2 separate regions of the Mus musculus genome follow, and region 2 is linked to region 1. The links are chromatin contacts, called in public capture Hi-C maps. All regions are on one chromosome and are shown on one strand. Each heading gives the region's core, a stretch centred on a gene start, on an enhancer-like site or on the middle of the called end of the contact. The rest is flanking DNA. Distances are from core to core; before and after follow the strand shown. Region 1 has its middle 30 kb from the start of Tnpo3. Region 2 has its middle 9.9 kb from the start of Fam71f1.

Evidence for each region. Capture Hi-C pulls out chosen DNA fragments and counts their contacts.
Region 2: a capture Hi-C map of embryonic stem cells shows a contact between it and region 1, with 3 times the contacts expected there. The contact joins two enhancer-like sites. A contact is called at or near these places in 3 of 39 promoter capture datasets (hippocampal neurons, liver and pre-B cells), 1 of 15 datasets of contacts at CTCF or cohesin (large pre-B cells), 4 of 484 Hi-C or Micro-C datasets (the AML12 cell line, embryonic stem cells, liver and 1 more), 2 of 115 datasets of contacts at active chromatin or transcription factors (both in embryonic stem cells) and 1 of 9 other capture datasets (embryonic stem cells).

What each region holds. Positions count from the first base shown.
Region 1 is chr6:29,637,549-29,642,989 of GRCm38.p6, reverse strand. No RefSeq gene overlaps it. Among named protein-coding and RNA genes, the nearest start is that of Tnpo3, 30 kb to the right of the region's middle. Within about 2 kb of position 3,184, at least 16 of the 459 cell types and tissues checked have an H3K27ac peak or open chromatin away from gene starts, as enhancers often do. A contact at or near this core is called in embryonic stem cells, where this site is marked.
Region 2 is chr6:29,306,546-29,311,986 of GRCm38.p6, reverse strand. No RefSeq gene overlaps it. Among named protein-coding and RNA genes, the nearest start is that of Fam71f1, 9.9 kb to the left of the region's middle. Within about 2 kb of position 3,401, at least 27 of the 459 cell types and tissues checked have an H3K27ac peak or open chromatin away from gene starts, as enhancers often do. A contact at or near this core is called in embryonic stem cells, where this site is marked.

The sequences.
Region 1 (5,441 bases), core at 1,935-4,434:
CATCTGAAGACAGCATATAGAGAACTCATATATGTATGTACATATGTATGCATGTATATATATGTGTGTGTGTATATGTGTGTATATATATATATATATATACATATATATATATATATATATAGAGAGAGAGAGAGAGAGAGAACAGCCTATCTTAGCTGACTTTCTATTGTTGTTATGAAACACCATGACCAAAACCAAAACAGGGAAGAAAGGATTCACGTAGCTTACACCTACTGGATGGAGGAAAGCCAAAGCAGAAACTTGGAGGCAGGAACAGAACTAGAACCATGAAGGAGTGTTGTTTAGTGCCTTGCTCTCTATAGTTTACCCCATTTGCTTTCTTCTACAGCCCAGGAACACCTGCCCAGGGGTAGCGCCTCCCACAGTGAGCTGACATTAATCAGACATTAACCAAAATGCTCCTGCAGACTTAGCTATTGCCAATCTGATTTTCTCACCTAGGTTCCTCTCTGCAGGTGACTCTCACTTGTGTCAAGTTGACAAAACACAACAAACTGAGCTGCAAGAGGCCCTGTGAGGCAGCCCACGCTCCAGCTGCTGGTCCTGGGCATATACAGACTACCAAGTGGACTCAATGGGATTTTTAAAAAGCCACTGTGAGCCAGACAGTAGTGGCACACACCTTTAATCCCAGAACCTGGGAGGCAGAGGCAGGTGGATCTCTTGAGTTTTGAGGGTAGCCTGGTCTACAGAGCCAGTTCTTGGATAGCCAGGGCTACACAGAAAATACCAGCAAATACGAATCAAAGGGGTGGACACGGGGCTGGAGTTGATCAATACACATTATACACGTATGAAATTTTCAAACAAGTTTTTATTAATGTATTTACTTGACAGGCAGCCAAAGGAGTCAGAGACAGCCTCTGCTCCCTCTGCTAGGAGTCCCACACCTAACAAGAGCAAGCTGCACAACTGTTACCTATGTGCAGAGGCCTAGGTCGGTTCCCTGCAGGCTCCCTGGTTGGTGGTTCAGTCTCCGTGAGCTGCTATGGGGTCAGGTTGGTTGATTCTGCAGGTTTTCTTGGTGTTTTTGACCCCTCTGGTTCCTACAATTCATCTTCTCCCTCTTTCCCAGGCTTTGTCTCATGTTTGGCTGTGGGTCTCTGCATCTCTCCATCAATTGCTGGGTGAAGCCTCTCTGATGATGGCTATGCTGGGCTCCTGTCTGCAAGCATAGCAGAATATCATTAACAGTGTCAAGGCTGAGCTTCCTCTCATGGCGTGGATCTCAAACTGGGCCAGTCATTGGTTGGACATTCCCTCAGTGTCTGCTCCATCTTGACTCCTGCACATCAGACAGGACAGATTGTAGGTCAAGGATTTTGTGGCTGAGTTGGTGTCACAAGCCCTCCATTGGAAGTCTTGTCTGGTTACAGGAAGTGGCTGTATCAGGCTTCATATCCCCATTGCTAGCAGTCTTAGCTAGGTCACCCACATAGATTCCTGGTGTTTCCATTGCCCTAGGTTTCTATCTTGTCCCAGAGATGACCCCCCCCCAACCCATTCCAGGTCTTCAGACCTGATCCCTCTTGTTCTCATTCCCACCCCCATCCAGCCCCCTCCTATCTCACAACTGCCCCCCCCAAGTCTATTCTATTTCTTCTTCTCATTGAGATTCATGCCCCCCCCCACCCCCTCCTTGTTACTTAGCTTTTTTGGGTCTGTGGTTTGCAGCATGCTTATCCTTTACTTTAAGTCTAATATCCATCTATAAGTATGTGCCACGTTTGTCTTTCTGGGTCTGGGCTACCTCAATCAGGATGATCTTTTCTAGTTCCATCCATTTGCCTGCAAAATGTCATTGTTCTTAATAGCTGAGTAATACTCCACTGTGTAAATGTACCACTGTTTATTTACCCATTCTTCAGTTGATTTTTTTTTTCCCTGAGACAGAGTTCCACTGTGTAACCCTGGCTGTCCTGGAACTAATTTTGTAGACGAAGCTGGCCTCAAACTCATAGAGATCCACCTGCTTCTGCCTTCCAAGTGTTGGGAATTAAAGGCATGTGCCACCACCATCTGGATCAGTTGAATTATTTTAATTAAAATTTGTTCTTTTCTGTGTATGGGTGTTTTGCCTGCATCTATTTGTGCACCATAGGCATTCAGTGCTCATGGAGGCCAGAATAGAGCAGTGGACACCAGCTGGGCTGGTGGTACAGCTTGTTAACTAGCTGGTGTGCTTAGCCAGCAAGCTGTCTCTCTCTCCAGGCCCTTGTTGTTTTTCTGCATTTAAAACTAAAAAGATGCTGGGGCAGTGGTGGCACACGCCTTTAATCCCAGTGCTTGGGAGGCAGAGGCAGGCAGATTTCTGAGTTTAAGGCCAGCCTGGTCTATAGAGTGAGTTCCAGGACAGCCAGGGCTATACTGTCTCAAAAAACCAAAAAATAAATACATAAAAAAACAAAAAACCTGAAAAGATACAGACCACATGAAGCTCAAGAAGAAGGATGACCAAAGTGTGGGTGCTTCAGTCCTTCTTAGAAGGAGAACAAAATACTCACGGGAGCAAATATGGAGACAAAGTGTGGAGCAGAGACTGAAGGAAAGGCCATCCAGAGACTGCTCCACCTGGGGATCCATCCCATATACAGTCAATAAATGCTGATACTATTGTGAATGCTAAGAAGTACATGCTGACAGGAGCCTGATATAGCTGTCTCCTGAGAGGCTCTGCCAGTACCTGATATATACGGAGAGGCTGATGCAGCCAACCATTGGACTGAGCGAGCGGTACCCAATAGAGGAGCTAGAGAAAGAACTGAAGGAGTTGAAGGGGTTTGCAACCCCACAGGAAGAACAACAATAGCAACCAACCAGTCCCCCAAGAGCTCTCAGGGACTAATCCATCAACAAAAGAGTACACGTGGCTCCAGCTGCATATATTACAGAGGATGGCCTTGTCATGCATTAGTGGGAGGAGAGGTCCTTTGTGGGGCAGTGGGCTGTGCACAGACAGCCTGGTCTGGTCGAGCAAAGGTCTGGAACCCTGGGGATCTCCACCTACATGGAACAGGTGTTCAATCATGTCTCCTGAACCCCTGGCACCTGTCGAAGTTACCACCCCCACAGCCCCCTGCAGGAGAGGTGTATGACTATCCATCACACAGATAAAGCCCCAAGCTCCTGGCATTCTGTCTAGACTCCACCCCGACAGTTACCTGACTATAGCCAGGTAGTCTCCTCCCCACAGTTACCTCACAACAGCAGGATAGCCCAGCCCACTATAATAGGGGCTGCTTGGCCCCTCCTCCTTTTAAGCTCTCACCTTTCTTACTCTTATCTCTAGCTCTCCTTCTCCCTCTCCCTCCCCTTCCCCTCCACAAGGCCCTCTTTCTACCTTCTCTCTTTATCTTTGCCTTTCTACAATAAAGCTCTAAAACCATAGACTGTCTCTGCTCGTCAAGTCAAAGCCTGCCATGCTTGAACGATGGGATAGGATTTCCCCCAACCACGTCTCTAACCTCCTGCCATAAGGCCTTCCTGCACTCCAGCCACAGACACGACCAAGGATTCTTGCCGGCGTGGGAACCACCCACTGCCCACTCTCTCCCTGACCTCTCCTCCCTTCGCCCCCCCCCTTCCCCCGCGGATGACCAAGCTGACCCTGGGGCCCCCATTTTGTTCTCAGGTCTTCTGCAGTGTCCAGCGGTGTCTGGGATGCCCGAGACTAAGAACTTGTTACCTAAGACTGCCCCTTGTCCACCCCCCACCACTGGCGAGCTGAGATTCCGCGGCTTCCTACAGCCAATCACCTACCTGGGCCGAGTAGGAAGCATGCCGCTGTCTTCCACATCCACCCGCCCAGAGGTGGCAGGATGCGGGTTTTCTCCCACTCCCTTTATTCCCCCACTCCCTCTGCCCTACGGTCCTTGGCCCTATAGAGGTTCGATAGATGCCCCAGTGTAGGGGAAATGAGGGTGGGGAAGTGGGAGTGGATGGGTGGAGGAACACTCTCATTGAAGCAGGGGGAGGGAGGATGGGATAGGGGGTGTCAGGGGTGGGGGTGGGAGTGACCAGGAAAGGGGATAACACTTGAAATGTAAATAAAGAAAATAGCCAGGGGCTGGAGAGATGACTCAGCAGTTAAGAGCACTGACTGCTCTTCCAAAGGTCCTGAGTTCAAATCCCAGCGATCACATGGTGGTTCACAACCATCCTTAAGGAGATCTGACTCCCTCTTCTGGGGTGTCTGAAGACAGCTACAGGGTACTTATATATAATAAGTAAATAAAGCTTAAAAAAAGAAAGAAAGAAAATATCCAATTAAAAAAACTGAAAAGATAAGATGAATATCAGTTAAGATTTAGTGGAACTCTTCCTACACAAGTTCACACATGTCTTTATTATATTCATACATGTCGTTCTGCTATGGAAACCTCCATTCTGTGTGTGTGTGTGGTTGTTGTTGTTGTTGTTTGAAACAGTAGCCCTGGCTGTCCTGGATCTCACTCTGGAGCAGGTTGGCCTCTAACTCACAGAGATCCGCTTGCTTATGCCTCCTGAGTGCTGGGATTCCAGACATGCACCACCACTGCTGGGTTCAACTCATGGTCTTTACTGGGAGCTGTCATGCTTCCTTCCCAGGAGCAAAGGAGCTGGCATGCCAGATAGCTTTTTAAAATACTTTTAAAAAAATGCTTTATTTTATTTTATTTATCTGAGTACACTGTCACTGTCTTCAGACACACCAGAAGAGGGCATCAAATCCTATTACAGATGGTTGTTGAGTCATGATGTGGTTACTGGGAATTGAACTCACAACCTCTGGAAAAGCAGTCGGTGCTCTTAACCACTGAGCCATGTCTTCAGCTCCACCAGATATCTTCTTTTAAGATTTATTTTTATTTACATGGAGTGCTTTTTTTTTTTTTTTTTTTTTTTTTTTTTTGCATGTGTACCATGTGTGCCTTAGAGGTCAGAAGAGGGCACCCATCCCTCGGAATTGCAGTTACAGATGGCTTGTGAGCTGCCATTGTTGGGAACTGACCCCACCCCGGTAACAGCTGCATGGTCTTTCCAGCCACACTAGATGTCTTTTAAAGATTTCTTGGCTGGAGGGGTGGCTCACACCTGTAATCCCAGTACTCAGGAGACTAACACTGAAAACTCACCAAGTTCTAGGTCCTTCTGGGTGACACATGAATTCCCTGGCAGGCTGGGCTATTAGGTAAGATAACTTTGTTTCAGAAAACAAACTGGGGGGCTGAGGTGATGGCTCAGAGGTTAAGAGCACTGGCTGCTTTTCTTGAGGACCCAGGGTAGTAGGCTCATTAGCAGGGCCACACACTCTCATCACTCTCTAGCCCCAGAAGACCTGGGTTCAATTCCCAGCACCCACATGGTAGCTCACAACTATCTGTAAGTCCAGTTCCAGTGAATCTGATGCCCTCTTCTGGCATCCATGGGTACTGAAC
Region 2 (5,441 bases), core at 2,152-4,651, 330 kb after region 1:
TATCTTTCTATCATGTGTGTCAGTGTGAGGGTGTCTGGTCCCCTGGAATTGGAGTTACAGACAGTTGTGAGCCACCATGGGGTGTTGAGAATTGAACCCTGGTCCTGTGGAAGAGCAGTCAGTGCTCTTAACGTCTGAGCTGTTTCTTCATCCCAGAATTGTGATTTTCTTAATGCCTGCGTCATTAAACAAATTAGCATAAAACACAAAGCTCTTCTTTGGCACAACTGTTTATGTCTGTGACCAACACCAAGTCCCCGCACACGGACAGCCACTATATTCTAAGTTACAAAATAGGATATATGTTTCATAAACTTGACTTTAAATAAAAGGATCTGCTTTCCAGAAGAAGAAATAAGCAGATCCATACTCCACAAATTTATTATTTATTTGGCATTGTTTGAGGCAGGTTTTTATACAGCCAAGGCTGGCTCCAGACCTGAAATGTAGCTGCGGCAGTTTAACTGAGAATGTCCTTCATAGACTCAAGTATCTGAATTCTTGGTTCTCAGTCGATGGCTTAGGGAAGAGTGGCCTTGTGGGAGGAAGTATGTCCTTGGGGAGGATTTTGAGGACTTAAGGAGTCCTGCCGCCGTTTTTTAGTGCATCCTCTCCACTTCCTGTTTGTGACTGAGGCTATGTACCCTCAACCTCTGCCTGTCTCACCATGTGTCCTGCATGCCTGCTGTCATGATGGAGTCTTATGCTCCTGCAACCACAAGTCAAGGCAAACTGTTTCTTCCATAAATTGCCTCAGTCATGATGTCTTATCACAGCAACAGAACAGCAGCCAATACGGTAGCTGAGGATGGCTCTGAACTACACCTTGTTCATGATGTCTTATCACAGCAACAGAACAGCAGCCAATACGGTAGCTGAGGATGGCTCTGAACTACACCTTGTTCATGAGGTGCTAGGAATCAACTCCATGGCTTTATGCAGGCTACTCAAACACCCTTCCAACTAGACAAGCACTCTATCAACTCAAGTTGCTTTCCACGAGATTGTATTTCCTATGGGGAACCAGCTTTCATTGAAGAAATAGAAGATTCCAAATAAGGGCAGAAAAAGTACAAGGAAAGACTAGAACATTTTGAATGACAGAAAGGGAAAGAGTGGGTCACTTGTGAGGGTTTACACCTTTAATCCCAGCACGAGTGTGGTCTACAGAATGAGTTTCAAGCTAGCCAGAGGAAAATAGTGAGAGCTTATCTCAAAAAAAAAAAAAAAAAAAAAAAAAAAAGAGGTGGGGGGGCAAGCCAAAAGAACAGAATACAGAGGCCACCCTGGAGATGCTGCCACTGGCCAGGTCTGGGACAGTTTGAGCACCAAAGCAAGTAATAAGACTGAATTGTGGGGCTGGAGAGATGGCTCAGAGGTTAAGAGCACTGGCTGCTTGCTCTTCCAGAGGTCCTGAGTTCAACTCCCAGCAAACACCTGGTGGCTTACAACCATCTGTAATGGGATCTGATGCCCTCTTCTGGTGTGTCTGAAGACAGCTACAGTGTACAGTGTATATAAATGAAATAGATAAATCTTTTTTTTCTCTTTTTAATGAATGAGTTGCAAACCCTTGACTCAAACTAGAACTGTGAGCCATACTGATGATGAATGGCTAGATGAGTAGGTGATAAGACTACAAAACTTCTCGTGATAAGCTTCCAGCTAGTAGTAGAAGGGGTAACAGAAATAGAAATGTACTACCTGAGTAATACATTGCCACCTGAGTGCTGGTTGGTCCAGGGAGCAAGTGTTGACTATGCCTGAGTCTAGTGAGTAGAGGAAATGTGCTGATGGACTGGTTATCCACGCAACCGGGAATATCTTCCAGACATTTCTACTGACTTTCAAAAGGAAAAGGAATGCTATGACAGAAAAAATCTGGCAGACAATAGACTCAGCTCTCCAGATGTGAGGCTCTGTGAACAGTACCATTTCCAGGGTATTCCTTCCCAGAAAACATGACCCCAGGATCGAGGACTCATCCTGAAGAAACATCAGACAGGGCCATGGGTAATGTAAGGCTTAGGCCGTCTAACCCTGTTGAAAATGTGGAAGCCGAGGAAAAATCAAAACATGGCTCCAAGCTGGTGGCATCTGGGGCAGGGTGAGAGTGGGAATGTGAAAAAAACAGCTTCTGAAGTGGAAACGTAAGGGTTCTTGGAAAGTCAGCTGGATGGTGTTTTGCTGGGGCAAACATGTGAAGGAACATTTAGCTGAAGTGGACACAGGTGAAAGGCTCTGACAGACTCATAAAAGAACATTTGGCTGAAGCAGACACAGGAGAGAGGATGTTCTGCTAAAGCAAGCATGGGAAAGGACACGAGATAAAGGATCCTTCACTAACGACACACATGTATTATTGGTTCGCCTTACATTGCGTAGTTGAGCTGCATTTTTCGGGATTCCATAAAAAGAAACACACCAAAAAGTTTCTGGTAGTGTGCTACAATTTCTTGCTGCTTCTGTGAACTTAGGCTGATTGGCAGAGTGCTGTCAGCTGAGACAAGACACGTGCTGAGGTAAGACAAGTGGAGGACACGTGATGTTTGAAGGGAATATAAAAAAGACTCAGTCGACAGTGACGGAGGCTGAGCTAAGCTTGCTTATAGAACTAACGGCTGAGGCACAGCAGAGAACTTCTCCTGGAGTTCCCGTTGACCTTGGTCCCTCCGGCTGACTAGTACATGCCGCGAACTGCCCTCAGTCGGGCCCCCCCCTCAATTCGAGGGAGTGGTACAGGTGGGCAGGAGTCAGCAAAAAGTGACAAACAAATACGGACACAAGGGAGTGTGCTGTATCTGAATGTAATTTCAAAGTGAGCATCAGTCTTATAATACAGAAGAAAAACCAGAAAGGTAGGTGAATACATCTGCCTAGGTACATTGAGATGCATTATGGTACTTTACACAAAACAAAGAAAATGCATACATAAAAAGCTGGGGGAGGGGGGAGCCAGGCAGTGTTTACAACTGAGATAGGAACAGCCCTTAAGATCAGCTAAACACGCCTTTAATCCCAGCACTTGGGAGGCAGAGGCAGGCGGATTTCTGAGTTTGAGGCCAGCCTGGTCTACAGAGTGAGTTCCAGGACAGCCAGGACTACACAGAGAAACCCTGTCTCGAGGAAAAAAAAAAATCAGCTAAACACAGGAGCCAGGTGATTCGTCTGATGCAATGCTAGTCTACTGTTAAACCCATCACTAGGGGTCCCTTAGTATACGATATTCCTCTGGGCCTAGTGAAAAACATGCACCAGGGGAATTCCGTTCTACTGACCCTTTCATGAATAATACTTCAGTTCCTCCTAAAACCACAACCCACCTTCTTCCTAGGCCATTGTAAATTCCTGTGTATGGGAGTGACTCAGCTATCTATTGTTCTAAGTATTATGTAGACTAGTCCTGAGATTATTAGCTCTATTCTAGTGAATCGTAATGCCTGATTTCTTTCACTGTCTCCCTTACAGTACTAGAAGCAATTCTGAATGTTACTGAATAGGTAACATTCTTACTGAATTCCAAGCCCAGGGTTGGCTCAAGGACTACCTAGGACATTGGAACACTGGTGGAGGCTAATCTAACTTAGCTATATGTCAAAATCAATCCTTAAAGTCACTTATAATAAAACAATACTGAGGGAAAGCACACAGATCCGTTCACCGACTAAGGCAAGGACAGATTTGGAGCGTTCATTTTACAGGATGCCACGGTTCCAGGAGACTAAGTTTCCATGAAATTTTCACCTCAGGACTACGTCCAGGCTTTTGGGCCTGTCATGAGAGTCACTACTGGAGTGGGTGTGGCAGTAAGGAGGCTGAGGCCTGGCCATCTCTGCTGTGTAGTGTCACCACTGCAATTTGTGTTTGCTATCCCAACTTTACCAAACTGAACTGCTGGTGAATCCATGAAATGTTTACGAGTGAATCGAACTGCCACTGCTAACCTGTGAACTAAACTACTCATTTCCTGACAACACAGACAGGAGTTGCTCCAAAGAACCTTTCTAAACAGGACCGCTTTCCCCATATCCTTTTGTTTTCCACTACCTCTGGTGGGTGCTGGGCTATAAGGGAGGTTAAAGTGTTTAAGAACCATCATTAAACGTAGACTTTAAAATGTTACAAACTGCTATGAATATTTATGAATGGAAGTGTTCATAGCAACTTATCACCCAAACTGGAAACAGCCCAGATGTCTTTGGACAGATGAGCTAATAGACTGTTTCATCCACAGTGAATCCCATTCGGAAACAAACAGGAACATGGTTGTTGATTTGAGCAACACATGAAGCGAAAGAAGACAGAAATCAAGACAGCTGATTCTGTGTAGAGAGATGTCCCTTCTTTCTCCAACATGGGAGTTCTCCGCAATCTATGAACATTGTTGAACTCTGATATAAAGGAGTCCCAGAATTGCTTACTCATACCCCATAAGAAACAAATTATCAACTAAAGCACAAAGTTTCCAGATACTTCTTTTGGTAGCTACCCAGTCAGTACACTGTTTCCCAAAGTCACTCGGGTTGGCTTTCTTCTTCTCCACTTTCCTTGATGTCATTCATTTGTCAAAAGTCACACCCTGGCTTACCTCACAATCCAGGTAAGACAGACTTTTTTTTTTCTTCCCTTTATATACAGTGAAACTCACTCTTTGTGGGATACAACACATCCTTTTTGAACATTTGTTTATCTTTGTGCATGTGTGTGTGCATATGCCACAATGTATGGAAGTCAGTAGGTAGCCTTTGGGAATTGATTCTCCACCATTAGGTCCTGGAAAATGAACCTAGATTGGCAGAGTAGGTGGCAAGTTCTTTTACTCATTCTATTTATTACTTTTCTATAACTGTGATAAAATACCACGACCAAAGCAACTTAAGTGTGTAGGAGGTTAATTTTAGCCTATGGTTCTTGAGGGATAAAGCCCACTGTGGCAGGGAAGGCATCACATGATGGAGCAGGAAGCTGGCTGATCACATTTTTATCCTTACACAGGAAACAGAAAGAGGGAGCAGGAAGTGAAAACAGTGGAAACAGCCTCTAAGCCTGCCCCCAGAAGCCTGCTTCCTACAGCAAGGCTGCACCTCCTAAAATATTCCACAGCCTCCCCTGAAGAGCTCCACCAGCCAGGGACCAAGAGCTCAGATACATAAGCCTGTGGGGCATATTTCTCATTCAGACCCATGGGCTATTGAGCCATCACACAGGAAACCTTTGTTGCTGGTGTCTAGTTTATTTTGTTGCCATCTGATTATTTATTTGGTGTGATCTTTTTCTTTCTTTCATCTTAAAAAACTGAGGTTAGGTCGGCAGACTGCTCTATGAATAAAGGCTCCTGCCACCAAATCCAATGACCCGTGCTCAGTCTGCAGAACTCACATGCTCGAGGGAGAGAACTGACTCCAAAGAAACATCCTCTGACCTCAACACATTCACTGTAT